2 separate regions of the Zea mays genome follow, and region 1 is linked to region 2. A link is a contact called in public Hi-C data. All regions are on one chromosome and are shown on one strand. The core of a region is the stretch at or near the end of the contact, and the rest is flanking DNA. Distances in the headings are between cores, read along the strand shown. Region 1 holds the start of LOC100191527. Region 2 holds the start of LOC103631417 (dihydrolipoyl dehydrogenase 1, mitochondrial).

Evidence for each region. Hi-C and Micro-C count contacts between places; a contact is called where the count stands out from the background.
Region 1: a contact with region 2 is called in a Hi-C map of tassel, with 2.7 times the contacts expected there. The contact joins the promoter of LOC100191527 here to the promoter of LOC103631417 in region 2. A contact is called at or near these places in 2 of 25 Hi-C or Micro-C datasets (ear and tassel).

The regions. Positions count from the first base shown.
Region 1 is chr6:136,215,877-136,223,716 of Zm-B73-REFERENCE-NAM-5.0, forward strand. LOC100191527 reads left to right here and starts at 2,293. Exons shown (of 5, transcript NM_001406549.1): 1 at 2,293-2,955; 2 at 5,614-5,799; 3 at 5,959-6,113; 4 at 6,255-6,525; 5 at 6,691-7,313. The coding sequence starts at 2,511. The coding sequence ends at 6,938.
Region 2 is chr6:136,070,771-136,077,661 of Zm-B73-REFERENCE-NAM-5.0, forward strand. LOC103631417 (dihydrolipoyl dehydrogenase 1, mitochondrial) reads right to left here and starts at 1,507. Exons shown (of 4, transcript XM_020540099.1): 1 at 1,499-1,507; 2 at 1,105-1,288; 3 at 1,050-1,102; 4 at 752-1,048. The coding sequence starts at 1,507. The coding sequence ends at 752.

The sequences.
Region 1 (7,840 bases), core at 1,043-3,542, 150 kb after region 2:
GATCAAACACATAAATAGAATGTAAGGTTAAAGTCAATGCTACTGTAGAGGTGATGTGGATACAAATAGTGATGCAGGAAATTAGAGTTCATGCGCCTAGAGGAGCAAAGTTGTGGTGTGTGGTAACATAGGGGCTAAGCATTTCTATGCTAATCTAGTCTTTCGTGCACGCATGAAACATATCGAGATTGATTATCATTTAGTTCGAGGAAGAGTTACAACGAAGCTACTGGAAATTAACTTTGTCTCCTCAAACCGCATCATGTTAGAGATGGTTCTATCAAGCCCTTAACAGTCAGACATTGTACGCTAGGAGCCAGTAGCGAAGGGCAAAGAAAAAATATGGTATGGCTGAAAAATGAAATTTGCAAGAATTCAAAATCTAAATCGAACTCAAGTCCTGCTGCTAGAATCGAGGTAACACATCCACCACATTGCGTCTTGTTTTGTGGTTATAGTGGAAGATATAAGAGTTTTTAAAAGTAAGGTATGACTGATGTCACACTAAACCATCATTGTTCTTCCGCCACTGCTGAGAGCAAAGACGTGTGTGCAGCTAGAACACACCGTATCTCCTCTGATTTCTTCCGGTTTCAATATAGTTTGACGCTTGCATTGCCATGCATGGAATAAACAAAACAGCTGCACCGCGCGCGAGCCCCTGTCGATCGATTTTGCATGTAGTGCGTCGCATGCAAGAAATTGATCTTGAGACGAGCAGAGGAGGTTAGGTAGAATAAATATATACTCCTTTCGTTTATTTTTAGTTATCGCTCAGCGACAACTAAAATGAAACGGACGTAGTGCTGTGGATGGATATTTTGCTCGCTCGTCGGACCTGCCGGCAGCTGCGGCGTCGCCGTTGCGGCGGGTCGCGTCCTCCTCCCTCTCGCCGGGCTGGGACGGCCGGTCGTTCCATCTGCGCTGTTGCAGCATCCCAAAGGAAGCTACCGAGACCAACGTGCCACCAAACACGCCACTAGCTAGCTAGCTATAGCTTGGCCAGAATTTCGTCGCGTCGTCGTCCATGTCCATGGCATTGGTGCGTGACAACCACCGAGTTGGTAAAGCGCCTTTTCATCGCAAAGTCTAGCTGACTGTGCTTCATTTTCAAGCACAAAAATAAAACCGTACTGATGGCTATGATGTGATACTGAATTTTAGGGCAACGTCTCGCAAACTTTTTAGGGCATGTTTGGTTTATTTAGTGCAAAGGACTAAAGTTTAGTCCAATGAATCATAGAAAAACCAAAATATCCCTTACAATTCTCCCGCAATTGAAAAAATAAGGACAAAAATGTGATATTAATATGATTTAGTCTCTTTTAATTATTTGTCGAGGAATTAAAGACTAAAACAGTTCAACCCCTGTTTTAGTTCCATCGTTAGACAATTTAGAGAATAAATAGAACCAAAATTAAGGTACTAATATTTAGTCCCTCAAACTAAACGGGGGCGTTGACGACGATCCGTATCTGAGAAAAGTTATATAAATTGGTAGCACGAGGAGATAGGTCGGTGCTACTGCATTTCTTAATTCATCATGTAACACACTTCAAATCAGAAAAGGTAAAAACAGATGTTGCCATGCAGAAAAAATATAATGTATTTGTACGCTAGTACTAATCAAGTATATATATAGCTAATATATAACCGGTAAGGTGGAAATAGAAACCACCAGCATACTAATCTATTATAAAATGTGGACTTAGAGCCTGTTTGGGAGGGCTCTCAAACCGGCTCCAGCTCTTGAAGGATCTCAACAAAAAGCATCGAGGAGCCGGAGCTATTTTTATAGAGAGGAGCATTCTCTCATCTCACGTCGAGAAAAGCCGTTTTGCCAAATAATTTGTTAAAATACACTGATTTTTATAAAAAAGTTGTTTTTAAGAGAAAGTAAAGCCAGAGTCATTTTTAGAGAAGCCGGAGCCATGCTAAACGGGACCTTAATTAGATTCGGAACACGAGGGAGTAGCTTACGTAACTATTGGAGTTCCTCTAACTGTGGCTGCACCGCACCAATGAATGATTATTACCTAGGGGCTGCTTAACAATATACGTCACCTTTTTCTTTCGAGAAAAAGCTAAGCAATGGATTATATTTGCGGCAAATTATATAAAAAAGGCCCTCACCAACTCTCTCACTACTTTGTTCCCCCCACATGTTTGTTTGGTACAAAGCGATGTTTCCATCTGCCCATCCTTTTCTTATGCTCACCAAAGCCTCGCGCCACCCAGCCGCGGACGCGGAGAGACGAAGCTACATATACGCTTGATGTTTTCGCGAGGAGTCAGTGCATCGAAAATTTGGTCGAAATAAACAAGCAGAGCAGAAAACCCCCCACACGCTTTAGTTGGCCGTCCGTCCGTCCGTCTCTGAGGAGCACACAGCAGTCGATTTTAAACTGCAGCTACAGAGGTCAGGTCAGGGGACACAGCCTGAGCGGCTGGCTGGCGGGGGCTAGCGAGCGGCGCCACAGCGCAGCACGCAGAGAGCCAGGGCGGCGGCCATGGCGAGCGCGGCGAGTGGCGGCGGCGGGTCGCTGAAGCGGATGGGCCCGCTCCGGGTACAGTACTACATCGTGATGGGCGCGGTGGCAGCGGCGGTGGTGCTGGCCACGCTGCGCTACATGCCGGGGCCAGCCGTCCCGGCGACCACCGCCCGTACCAGCGGAGGCGGCGTCGTGCGCTCGGCCCCAGCAGCCGCGGCCGTCCCTGTGCCCGTGCCCGCCGTGGAGGTAGAAACGGGGGAGGATGAGCAGGCGCAGAGGAGGAGGAGGAGGAGGAAGAAGAAGGGTGACGGGGTCGTGCTCTTCAACTTCGGCGACTCCAACAGCGACACGGGCGGCGTGGCGGCGGTCATGGGGATCCGCATCGCGCCGCCGGAGGGCAGGGCCTACTTCCACCACCCCACGGGGCGGCTCTCCGACGGACGCGTCATCCTCGACTTCATCTGTGAGTCCATGCCTCTACCTAGCTAGCTAGTAGTTCAAATCCCCCTCCCTCTCGATTCGATTCCATGGTTCCATCCATCCGTGCATCCCCCCTTCCTTCCTTGCTCTTCCTCGATTAATGACGAATTCGCAGCGCTGTTCGGCCGGCTTCCTTCCCGGCGACGCGCGCATAGCACAGCCCCAGGCGCAGAGCCATCCGAGACATCGTTTGCCGTTGCGATTGGCCGCGCCATTAGCGCTGGATTAGCAGGTTGCGCGGCGGGCATCAGTGCGCACGGCGCCGAGGCCCAGGCGGCCAGGACGAGCAAATATCGCCTGTGATTTGTGTGCCCGCGTGTAGGTGTCGCTGAGCTGCGTCTGCTTGCACAGCCCACGTGCTTGAAATCGAAATGCTCAAACACACATATTTTTTCAGAGAAGAATCAAGAATGTCTGGAGTGCAACAAGAATTTGAAGGTGGTGTATAGAATATCGAGAGCAAATGTTGTCGGTAGATTTATTTTATTATTATTACTACTATTATGGAGAAACAATGGCTCTCTTCCTGTGATAGTGTAGCAGTAGTACTGGAACAATCCAGCGTAGCGTGCCTTGTAGTCAGAAAGAATATTTCGTAGAATCATATCAGTCAGCGTGGCGCTCCCGGAACAAACAGCCAAACACCATGGCAGCGGGCAGCGGCAAACGGGTGCGACGCGAGGTCGAGGTGGTTAGCGCGCCCGGCCGGAGCTGGACGCCGCCGACGGGATGGGGTGGTGTCATGCCGCGCCGTAGAATATACTTAATGGATTTGGATCGGCGGAGCCGAGCACACGACGCGCACAGCGCGCCCGCCAGTATCTGCCCCCTGCCCGACGTGCCCGTGTGTCAGGAGCCTGGCACTGGCAAGCATGGGTTGGCATGCCACGTTTTGGATTCTGGTTGCCACTTGCCAATTGACGGAGGCCCGGCCCGTCACCGCGGTGCTGGAGGAGCGTTGGAGCCTCGTGTTCTCTCGCTCGCCAGGCGCAAGTTGCGCGGCCTGCCGCCGTCGTCGTGCATCTTGTTCAGCGCCTCCACGCCCGGGTCCCTGCTGACCTGATTACACAACCCTCCTAACGCTCCGTGTATGAACGTGGATGCCATATACCTAACGCTTGGTGTTTGGTCGTCGTAGTCCAGGTTGGCCGTGTCCGGTATCTCTATCACACTAGAGATGCCGTCGGTCGGGTGCTCAGCCATTAAGTCAGTCAACAACGTTTTCGTGTTGGGCGAGGAGCACGCCGGCGCCAACTCAGCGCTTGTTGGCTAGCTCGTGCGGCTTCTCATCAATCTCTCGTTTCCTTTGTGCGCAAGTGCAATCATTTCTTGGCACCTCCCATTCAATGCAAGTAAGCAGCCTGCCTGCCTGCAAGTATGCATCTCCCACAGAGTACTCCATTATTTGATCCTGTGCAGTTGCAACCACTAACTAGTATTTAGTACCGATTAGGCTCTATTTGGAAATAAAGTGTTTGAAAACTACTACAGTTTTAGAATACTAAAGTTTTGAAATACCAAGACATTCCCACAATTTTTTTTACCACTATATGGAGAACTTTGGTCTCGAGCTAAGTTTTACAGCATAGTCAAAACTGCAGTTTTGAAAACAGAGTTTTTTGAAGAGTCTAGCAAACACTGTATTAAAAAAATACCACAATATCTTAAATACTACAGTATTCTCTAAAACCATTGACGAACCTAGGATTTAAAGTTAGGATGGTCCAATCTTATGCAAATCAAAATAAATAAATGAGTTTGCATTTTAAGTACTACAACATGAGGAAAAAAAATCAAAACCACCTATATACTGTAGCAGATCAAAATCAGAGGGTGCGTTGGGGCCCACCCTTTAGATACGCCACTGCTAAAAACAGAGAAAATACTCTACTTCCAAACAGACCCTTAGTTTTCAGTAATTAGTGCCACTATAGTACAATGGACGTACTTCTGGTGTACTCTACTCTTCAGGGTGTGTTTGTTTCCCTCCTAGATTGGAGAATAAAATATCACTTTGTGACCATAAATAAGTTGAAATAAGCTAGTATTAGGTAGCTTATTTCAGCTTATTTATGATTCTAAAGTGATATTTTATATTTCTACCCTTTTATTATAATCTGACTTATATAATTTAGCAATGAAACAAACCGGGCCTCAGTCACACTCAACGCTGGCACCAACTTACCGCATGGTCATACTCACACAGTACACTCAACGCCCAAGTGCGCCTGCACATGGCCACTTGGTCTTTTGTAATTTTGTTTCTGTTCTGCGAGAAAGCAGTTTCAATGGGGTATGAAAGCACCGAACCTTTGGAATATGATGATGCAGCTCAGTCGGGCACACATGGAATGCATGTTCAAGCGATATTATGGTCATTATTCCTTTATTATCTTATAAGCAAAAACACAAGCCACCATGCGTGTGCTGTCTCCAACGCGCTTTCCAGCATTGCACGGAAGCCGCTGCAGTGCTGCCAAAACATCGCACGCAGAGCTTTCCTGCCTTTCTGAATGACTGAATAATTCCCTCAACATTCCTCTATATGCAATGGAATCTAGCAGTATATGCCAGCTGGCTCGGATTATTATTTGAAAAAAAAGCAAAACTGACAGAAGCTTTTGATGACACTCCGATTCAGGTGAGAGCCTGGGCATGCCGCACCTGAGTCCGTTCATGAAGCCGCTGGGCTCCAACTTCTCCAACGGCGTCAACTTCGCCATTGCAGGGTCCACGGCCATGCCGGGAGTAACCACCTTCTCGCTGGACGTGCAGGTGGATCAGTTCGTCTTCTTCAAGGAGAGATGCCTCGACTCCATCGAGAGAGGTTTGGTTTGTTCAGCGCTTCTGTTTTTTTTATCAAACAATCGTCATCTTTTTTTTTGGCTTCCCTGAACCCTTCACCTTTTACTCAAACTGACGAACGAAAAAAAAACAAATGTTGTCTGGTTTTCTTATCTGACGGGATTTGCCCATCTTCTCCCAGGTGAGAGTGCCCCGATTGTTGAGAAGGCGTTCCCAGATGCTATATACACCATGGACATCGGGCACAACGATATAAACGGTGTTCTCCACTTGCCCTATCATACAATGCTCGAAAATCTCCCCCCAGTAATTGCTGAAATCAAGAAAGCCATCGAGGTAAATGTTATTCACAGATCAGATGTGCATTGCTTCTACAAACCCTAATCTCTGAACTCCGAATAGTATTTCTTTTCAAGACTCTTTTTACACACTATTTATTCCGTAATAACTAATTGTTGTATCCTTGCAAAACTGCAGAGGTTGCACGAGAATGGAGCCAGGAAGTTCTGGATACATGGAACGGGAGCATTAGGGTGCATGCCTCAGAAGCTTTCTATGCCGAGGGATGACGACAGCGACCTCGATGAGCATGGATGCATCGCAAGCATTAATAATGTCTGCAAGAAGTTCAATTCCTTGCTGAGTGAAGCCTTGGACGAGCTGCGTTTGACACTGAAAAGTTCGACTATCGTCTTTGTGGATATGTTCGCTATCAAGTATGATCTTGTTGCCAACCACACGAAATATGGTAAGTTAGTCTGTTGTCTCTGTCCCTTTGCCAGTTCTTTTTTCATGTTGAAAACAAATAATTTTGAAATCAGGAACAATACTGGGATAACACAATTTTAGGTCTCACAGATTCGTATACCATTCTCTTCCATGCATTCTAACATGGTTCCCATTGTTCTTCCAGGGATTGAGAAGCCATTGATGACATGTTGTGGTCATGGAGGCCCCCCTTACAACTATGACCCCAAGGAGAGCTGCATGACTTCGGACAAATACCTGTGCAAGCTTGGCGAAAAGTTCATAAGCTGGGACGGGGTTCACTTCACTGATGCTGCAAATGGCATTGTGGCTTCCAAAGTACTCAGTGGTGAGTACAACATTCCCAGGGTCAAGCTGGCCAGCCTCGTCCCCGTTCCAAAATCTGACGATTAATGGTGATGCAGCACCTTAATTGGCCTTTAGTTTGGCCTATCAAGGATGATGAAGATGAAACTACTAACAAAACTGACACCACCGAAGTTTAATTATTTTGAGGTTCTTACGTTACATCCATTGTAGAAGAAGACTTTCCTTTTGTTTACTTCTCTTTTTGTACAATCGGCGCATATGTATATCCTAGGGTTAATATATGGCGATGCAGGTGTCTGTACCATGTATAATTTTCTTTTTGAATTTTGGGTCTGTTGGTACGATTTAGGCGCTAAACACTAACCATCTGGCCATGCTCTCTACGGAGGCGCAGACGGTCTGCGGCACAGGGCTGAACGGTTCGCGACCCGAACACAGGAGCGGCTCCTACTCTGCGTATATTCGGACGGTCCGCGTGGCGTAGAGCGTCGTCTTGTTTGCAGCAGACCTAGATCTCGTCTCTCGGGAGGGACTCGTCGGGAGGATAGATCCTAGGGTATGTCCTGGCGTCGGTAGGCCACCCAAGGCGCCTCTAGTCGATGTTGAGCCGAAGAGGTGAAGATTCGAGGTAGAGAGACTAAACTAGGACTAAACTAAAGCTACTCCTAATGTATAAGGTAAAAACGAAAAGTAGATTTGATTGGATCGATTATGAAGGGTTCAATCGGTCGTAGCCCTTCATCTATATAAATAGGAAGGTATGAACCCGTTAACAAGTCGGTTCCCGAGTTAATCCCGCAGGTTTAGCTTACAAATCCTGTAATAATTCTAGAACCCTAGCTGATTCTACACTTGCCCGGATGGTCTGTGCCAATACGGCGGACAGTCCGGGCCATGGACCGTCCGACCTTAGAGCCGGACCGTCAGCCATGTCATTTTCTGTGCTCAACATATGCCTCCCTACTTTTTTGGTGGAGGTTGACAAA
Region 2 (6,891 bases), core at 257-2,756:
GTGGGCAGAGAAGGAGCTGCAACACAACAATTTTTACGAGGCTATTGAACTGATGAAGCAAGCAACACCCGAGCCCTCTCTTGAGGTTAAGAGGCGGGGTATAATATATTCTATTAGATATATGTTATTTTTTAATTTTCCTGTGTATTTTATACTAGAACACTCATACTAACATTATGATTGATGCAATTGCTACTGAGGAGGATGGGCCTGTTCAAATGAAAGTGCACAAATCTTTCAAATTGTGGAGCTTTTATGTTGATATGGAAGAGAGCCTCAGAACCTTAAACTATACCTGTGCGGTTTATGAGAGAATATTGATTTTACAAATTGCCACTCCATAGTTCTCATTATGCCTATCTTCTTGAGGTAAGATCTTTCTCCAAAGTCAAATGGTTTTAAAGTCAAATGGTTTTAAGTGTATTTTCTATATGCACGAACGGTTTAGCGCTCGATAGGCCGCTTTCTCATTCTAGTTTGAATAAAAAAGCGAAGGGGACGAATAGCATAAGCCCACTGCAAAAGAGGATATGTTATCCTTCTCTAAGGTAGTATCAACAGAAATTAGTCTAAGGTGTACAGCGCACACCAGGTTTCTACAAATCGATGTGATGCAGCAGCAGCACAGAATGACAGAAGAAAGAAACAAGCTGCAGTTTTCACACATTGCCAGGGAGGTAGGGGGGAAAAATGCAAGGAAGCATGTGACTTTAACAATGTAATAACTATATTCCACAGCAAATGACGCAATTCACAGTTTCCTGACAAAAAGAACAACAAAGAATCTTTTTTGCTTGAGCATGAACTTCATTTTTTGCTTCTCCAACATACGCTGGAACTGCTTCCGAATCTCTCCATCCATTGATGGGACAACGCCAGGAGCAAATTCCACAACAGTAACCTCAGACCCTAGCCTGTTCCAAACAGAGCCCATCTCTAAGCCTATGTATCCAGCTCCAACAACCACCAACTTCTTTGGTATTTCTTTAAGAGCAAGAGCAGCAGTAGATGATACAATCTTTTTCTCGTCTATATGAACTCCAGGGAGCTATCGATTTCACATCCAGCAAGTTCACAGCTACCTCAGAAGGGGAGCCAAGCTTCCTCTCACGTATTCAACTTTGTTCTTCTTAAACAGGCCTTCAATACCCTTTGTAAGACCAGCAACAGCCTTGTCTTTCTGCGACATCATGGCAGGCAGGTCTATTTCTAGATTGGAAAGCTTCACACCATGGTGCGCAAAAGAACTCTTTGCCTCGTGGTACATGTGTGACGAATGGAGAAGAGCCTAAAATTTTAAAGTACATGGGTCAGCATTATTAATTAAGCAACACAAATTTAAGTCTTCTAGCCGCAACGAGGAACTCAGGGGAAATACTACTTGTAGCACCCAAAATTCTATTTTAGAGATTTATTAAAAGCATTCTTCCAAGATCTAAGTAAAAGTGTTTCCTCATAAAAGATTACAAAAAATGTCTGTATATGAATTAATGGAAACCATATACATATAGGAATGTTCACCAAAATGCTAGCATACAAATATCTATTTATAAGGGAAATAGTGCTAGTGCCCTTGTAAAAGATGTGTTTAGAAACCTTTTCATATATATATATATATATATATATATATATATATATATATATATATATAGTATGATAAATCATCTCATAATAGAGATGATAGATTATAAATTTTTTTCTTAAAATATATTGTTGCATATTCCAAATATTTGCATAGATAAAGGAATATTATAATAAGAAAATGAATAAACAAATATACTTTTGCATTTGCATGCTAGAGTTTTGTTGTTGATTGTGCATCTAATTTGAGTTTGAAAATCTAAAAATATACTTACAAGTGAATTTGGAAAATAGAAAACATAAGAAAACAGGAAAAAGAAAAAAAAAGGAAGGAAGCTCCTGCCTGTGCTTGGGCCGGAATCTGCTGGCCTCGGCCCAGTAACCTGGTTGCCAGCCCACACCACCTCCGCCTGGCTGGGCTTTGCGCCGACGGGCGGGTCCCACTCGCTAGTCTCCTGCGTAGCCCAATAGCAGCTAGCGCGTGCTGTCTCACTGGCCGTGGGTCCTCCTTGTCGGAGTCATCTCCTTTAGGGCTTGTTCGGTTATACCCCAATCCATATAGATTGAGGGGGTTCCAATCCCTAGTAAGTCAAAATCTCCCTCAATCCGTATCAATCCCATATGGATTGAAAATAACCGAACAAGCCCTTAACGGAACTGTGACGAACTCCGTGGCCGAGAATGTCACCACCGAACGCAAGAGCCCCTCCCGGATTCTTCGCCAATTGATTCTTAACCCAGAGTATATAACCCGAGGCCGTGGACCCCCCCCCCCCCCCCCCCCCCCCCCCCCTAGCCGCAGGAGCTAGCAATGCGAACACCATAGATAACGTCGTACAGAACTCCGCCGCCACGTTCGGATCCGGCCTCGGCTACCGGTTTGAGAAGAAGAGAAGGACACGTAGAAGGTATACGAGGGCAACTGCGGGCGCGAAATCGAGCGGTTCAACGACAATTTCTCGCAGGAGGCGCGAAATCTGAGGTACTACCTTACTAGCAAATTTTTTTGGATGAAGTTGGCATAGCAATAGCCAGTAGGTTTTATCCATTTGCTAGTATTTTTCTGTTGCACCTTTGACAACGTTAAACCTTGATATGCTGTTTATCTTGCGATCTCATCCTGCACCCTGACACTGTTCTATACATGCACTTGCAGATACACTACACTCCTGGAACAACTATGCTCGAACTCCTCAAATATACCAGAGTAGACGGATGTGTGCTTGGTAGCTTCATGCTGCATGAGAAGGAAGCAAGGGAGCAGACAGCTCCAGAAGTTTAAGCTGCGCAGGGCATGTGCTGTCAAAATCTGACAGTGTAGTGATGGACAAAATCATCAGTTCATCACCGAGACATACAGTCTGACTTTAGAAGATACAGAATCTCAACCGGGAGAAGAACCGGGCTTCATGGCAAGACTTTGGGTACCTGGCTAGCTTAGCTTCCACCAGAAACAGAAAGAAAGAATGTTATCGCTGTGGAACCCAGGCTCGTGGCAAGAAAAACAAGGATATTGTGAAGGCTACACCATCTCTAACTCGAGAATACCATCCCAAGGCTCCTCCAAACCAGAAGTCTGCTTCAGATGGCCAACAACGATGCTGGAAGAAGGTTGAGGTCGCCCCAACTGAAAAACCACAACCAGAAACTGTTGCCAGCGCCTCGTCAAAAGCAGCACCTGAGGGGCATCAACAAGGAGGTAAAACTGTAAAAGTACCTTGGCGCACAGTGCATCAGGAGATCTTGAGATGACTTGTGATTGTGAAGAACAGAAGGTTGTTGGGAAAGCCTGTTCACCTGCGGTCATTTCGACAAGTAAAGGCTGCTCAGAACCCTTGCCTGGTGTTGTTGCTGTTGGCTCAGTCCTGATCCCGATTACGATGTCCAATTAGTAGATCCAAAGGCATCTTTTTTTTTAACCTGAACGAATCAAGGCGTCTCTTGTAAATAACACGGTTCCATTCTGAGCTTCTGATCTTGGGTTCCATTCTGAGCTTCTAACCATGGTATGAGCCGCCTTCTTGCAACCTAGGAATCACTTATCTTAGAATGTGGAAGGTTCAGGTTATCTTTTGACCTTTTCCGCATCGTTCCTCTTGAATCTTCAGTTGTCATGTCTGAGCCTTTTGGTTACCCTAGTCTCTGGAAGGGAAAAAATAAAATAAAATACAGGATGTGGTGATGTGCTCAAACTTCTGGCCAAGTGTTTAGCGGAGTTGGCAGCATGTTATGTCGAAATGTTTTCTTTGTTAGAATGATATATGCTGAGTACTATATCCGTTCATAAATATATGACACGTTGATTTTTTTTCGAAAATTTTTACCACTCGTCTTATTCAAATATTTATTAAAAAATATAAAATTTTAAGTCAAACACAATCTAACTTAAGTGATAAAATAAATCAAAGAAATAATAACTTATTATTTTTTAAATAAGACGAGTGGTCATTGTTTTTTAAAGTCAACAGTGTCATATATTTATGAACGGAGTGAATAACTCCTTGGTGGCATACTCTGTTGTTAAATCTAGACTTGTCCCCATCGTGCATTGATTAAGCAAGACTGATTTATGATTTACAGATAGGAGTGGTTTGGTGCCCCGTTTTGAGATAACTAAAGACGAAGGCCGAATACGGGCGCCTGGGATGGATTCCAGCAATATCTACCTGTTTTGTGATACTAGATCGTTTTCTTTTCTCCAATTTTAACCTATTATGATAATATTTTGCACTCATAAACACTATGCAACGGCATGAATGCAACAATCGAAACTTATCTAGGATTTTATTTTACTATGCAAAAAACTTATATATATATATATATATATAATAAAATAACTCTTCATTATTTAGAAAAAAGAGAGGAAAACAGGTAAAGGAGAGGGTAACATCTGAATTTGGTGAATATTAGAAAAGAAATTTTATACCCTCAAATTTAGGGTGTTACAAGCACCGCCTTCGCCTGTTCTAGTCAATAATGGACATCGACGAGGAAGGCATCGCGATCTCCCATTTCCCTGGCCACCGTTGCTACCCGAGTCTCACCGAATTCGTAGGAACGAATGGAGGGCGGATCGCGACCGTAGACCACCCAGAACGACGTCTCGTGTAATGATGATCGGTAGGTTGTACTGTAGACGTACTTAGCCCACGACAGCCAGCGAAGCCACTGTCGTGGACGATCGCCTGTGAAGCAGGGCAGGTACATGACGATGACGCGGTTAGCAGCTTCCGTCTGGTCATTCGTCTAGGGATGGAAGGCAGAGGACATGTGCAGCTTTGTGCCCATGAGGTGCATGAGCTCGCGCCAGAATGCCGATGTGAACATAGGGTCGCGATCGGACACGATGGACTGCGGAATGCCGTGGAGATGAACGATGTCGGTGAAGAATGCTTGCGCCACGAACTCAGCGGTGTACGGGTGCGCCAACGGGATGAAGTGGCAGTACATGCTGAAGTAGTCGACGACGGAGAGGATGACCATCTTCCCATGTACCCGGGACATCGCCTCCACGAAGTCCATGCCGATGTCTGCCCAGACGATGGCGAGCACCGGCAACGGTTGCAGCAAGCCGGCCGGGTGCAAGTGTTCCAACTTGTACCTCTGACAAGTCGTGCATGCGCGCATGAAGTCCTGCATCAGTCAACGCATGTTTGGAAAATGGATGTCGCGGTGGAGGCGGTGTAGCGTGCGGTGGACGCCCTCGTGTCCGTTGTTGTGGACGACCGTTAGGATCTCCTGCATGAGTGGTGCTGCAGGCAGTATGTACAGGCGTCCGTTGTAGGTGACCATGTCGTCGACCATTGCCCACGGCGTCGTGTGTGTGTGCCGGCGTGGACCTCATCATGGATGGCGACTAGGGTTAGATCAGTGGCCTGGGCGTGCCGTAGGCGCGCGATGATGTCGAAGAGGGGTGCCGAGATTGCCAGCAACTCGCCATCGATGGTGTCGCGGCGGGAGAGGGCGTCGACGATGGTGTTTTTTGCGCCTGACCTATACTCCATAGAAAAATCGAACCCCAAGAGTTTGCCGACCCAGTGGTGATGGGGTATCTGAAAGTCGCCAGGCGAATATGCGAAACCTAAAAATATAACTTTAAACCCAGACTTGATCCCTTGATTTGCGGTTAGAACAAGATAAAAAAATATCGGAGTATAAAACTAAGTCCTTTGCTTGCCAAGAGTATTGCTTTTTAAAGAATGCGAAATTAACAAAAAGCAACACAACTAAAATATCTATGAAGATTAAAGCAAGTGAGCTTAGATAAGAAGAGGAAATACACAAGTTCTTTCTTGCAAGGCGTTGCTTCTAAATATGAGAATTTAACTTGAAGCAACACAAAGTAATATCAACAAAGAATAGTGCAAGAGAACTTAGAGAGGGAGAAGACAAACAAATCACAAGTAATAAACACAAGTGACACAGGTGATTTGTTTTACCGAGGATCGGTTCACCAAGAACCTAATCCCCGTTGAGGAGTCCACTAAGGATGGGCCTTTTTCAACCCTTTCCCACTCTCCAATGGTCACCAAGACCGGCGAGTGTTCCTTCTTCTTTGTCAACAAAAGACCGAAGTCTCTGCAAGGCCAACCACAAAGATAAGGGGTGAAAGTTGCCTAGAGGGGGGGGGGGTGGATAGGCGAAACATGAAAATTATAACTTTACACCCCAACTAGATCTCTTGATTAGTGGTTAGAACAAGATACACAATTATCGGAGTATAAAAAACTAAGTCCTTTGCTTGTAAAGAGTATTGCCTTCAAATAATGCGGAATTGATAAATCAATACAACTAATAGGTCAATGGAGAATAAAGCAAGAGGGCTTAGATAAGAAGGGCAATAACACAAGTTCTTTCTTGCAAGGCGTTGCTTCTCTAAATGTGATTTTAACTTGAAGCAACACAAAAAGATATTAGCGGAGAGTAGCGCAAGAGAACTTAGAATGAGGGAAAACAAACAAATCACAAGCAATAAACACAAGAGACACAGGTGATTTGTTTTACCGAGATTCGGCCCTCGAAGACCTAGTCCCCGTTGAGGAGTCCACTAAGGACGGGTCTCTTTCAACCCTTTCCCTCTCTCCACCGATCCCAAAGATCGGCGAGCTCTTCTTCTTCTCAAGGATCACTTAAGACACCGCAAGGATCACCACACTCTTTGGTGTCTCTTGCTAGCTTTACAAGCCTCCAAAACTTTGGAGGAAGTTCAATGGGAGTCAAAACTCCACGCACAAATGAACGCAAGATGTAGCACACACTTTCTCTCAATGAATCTCACAAGGCACTAGAGCTAAACTCTCACAAGAGGCT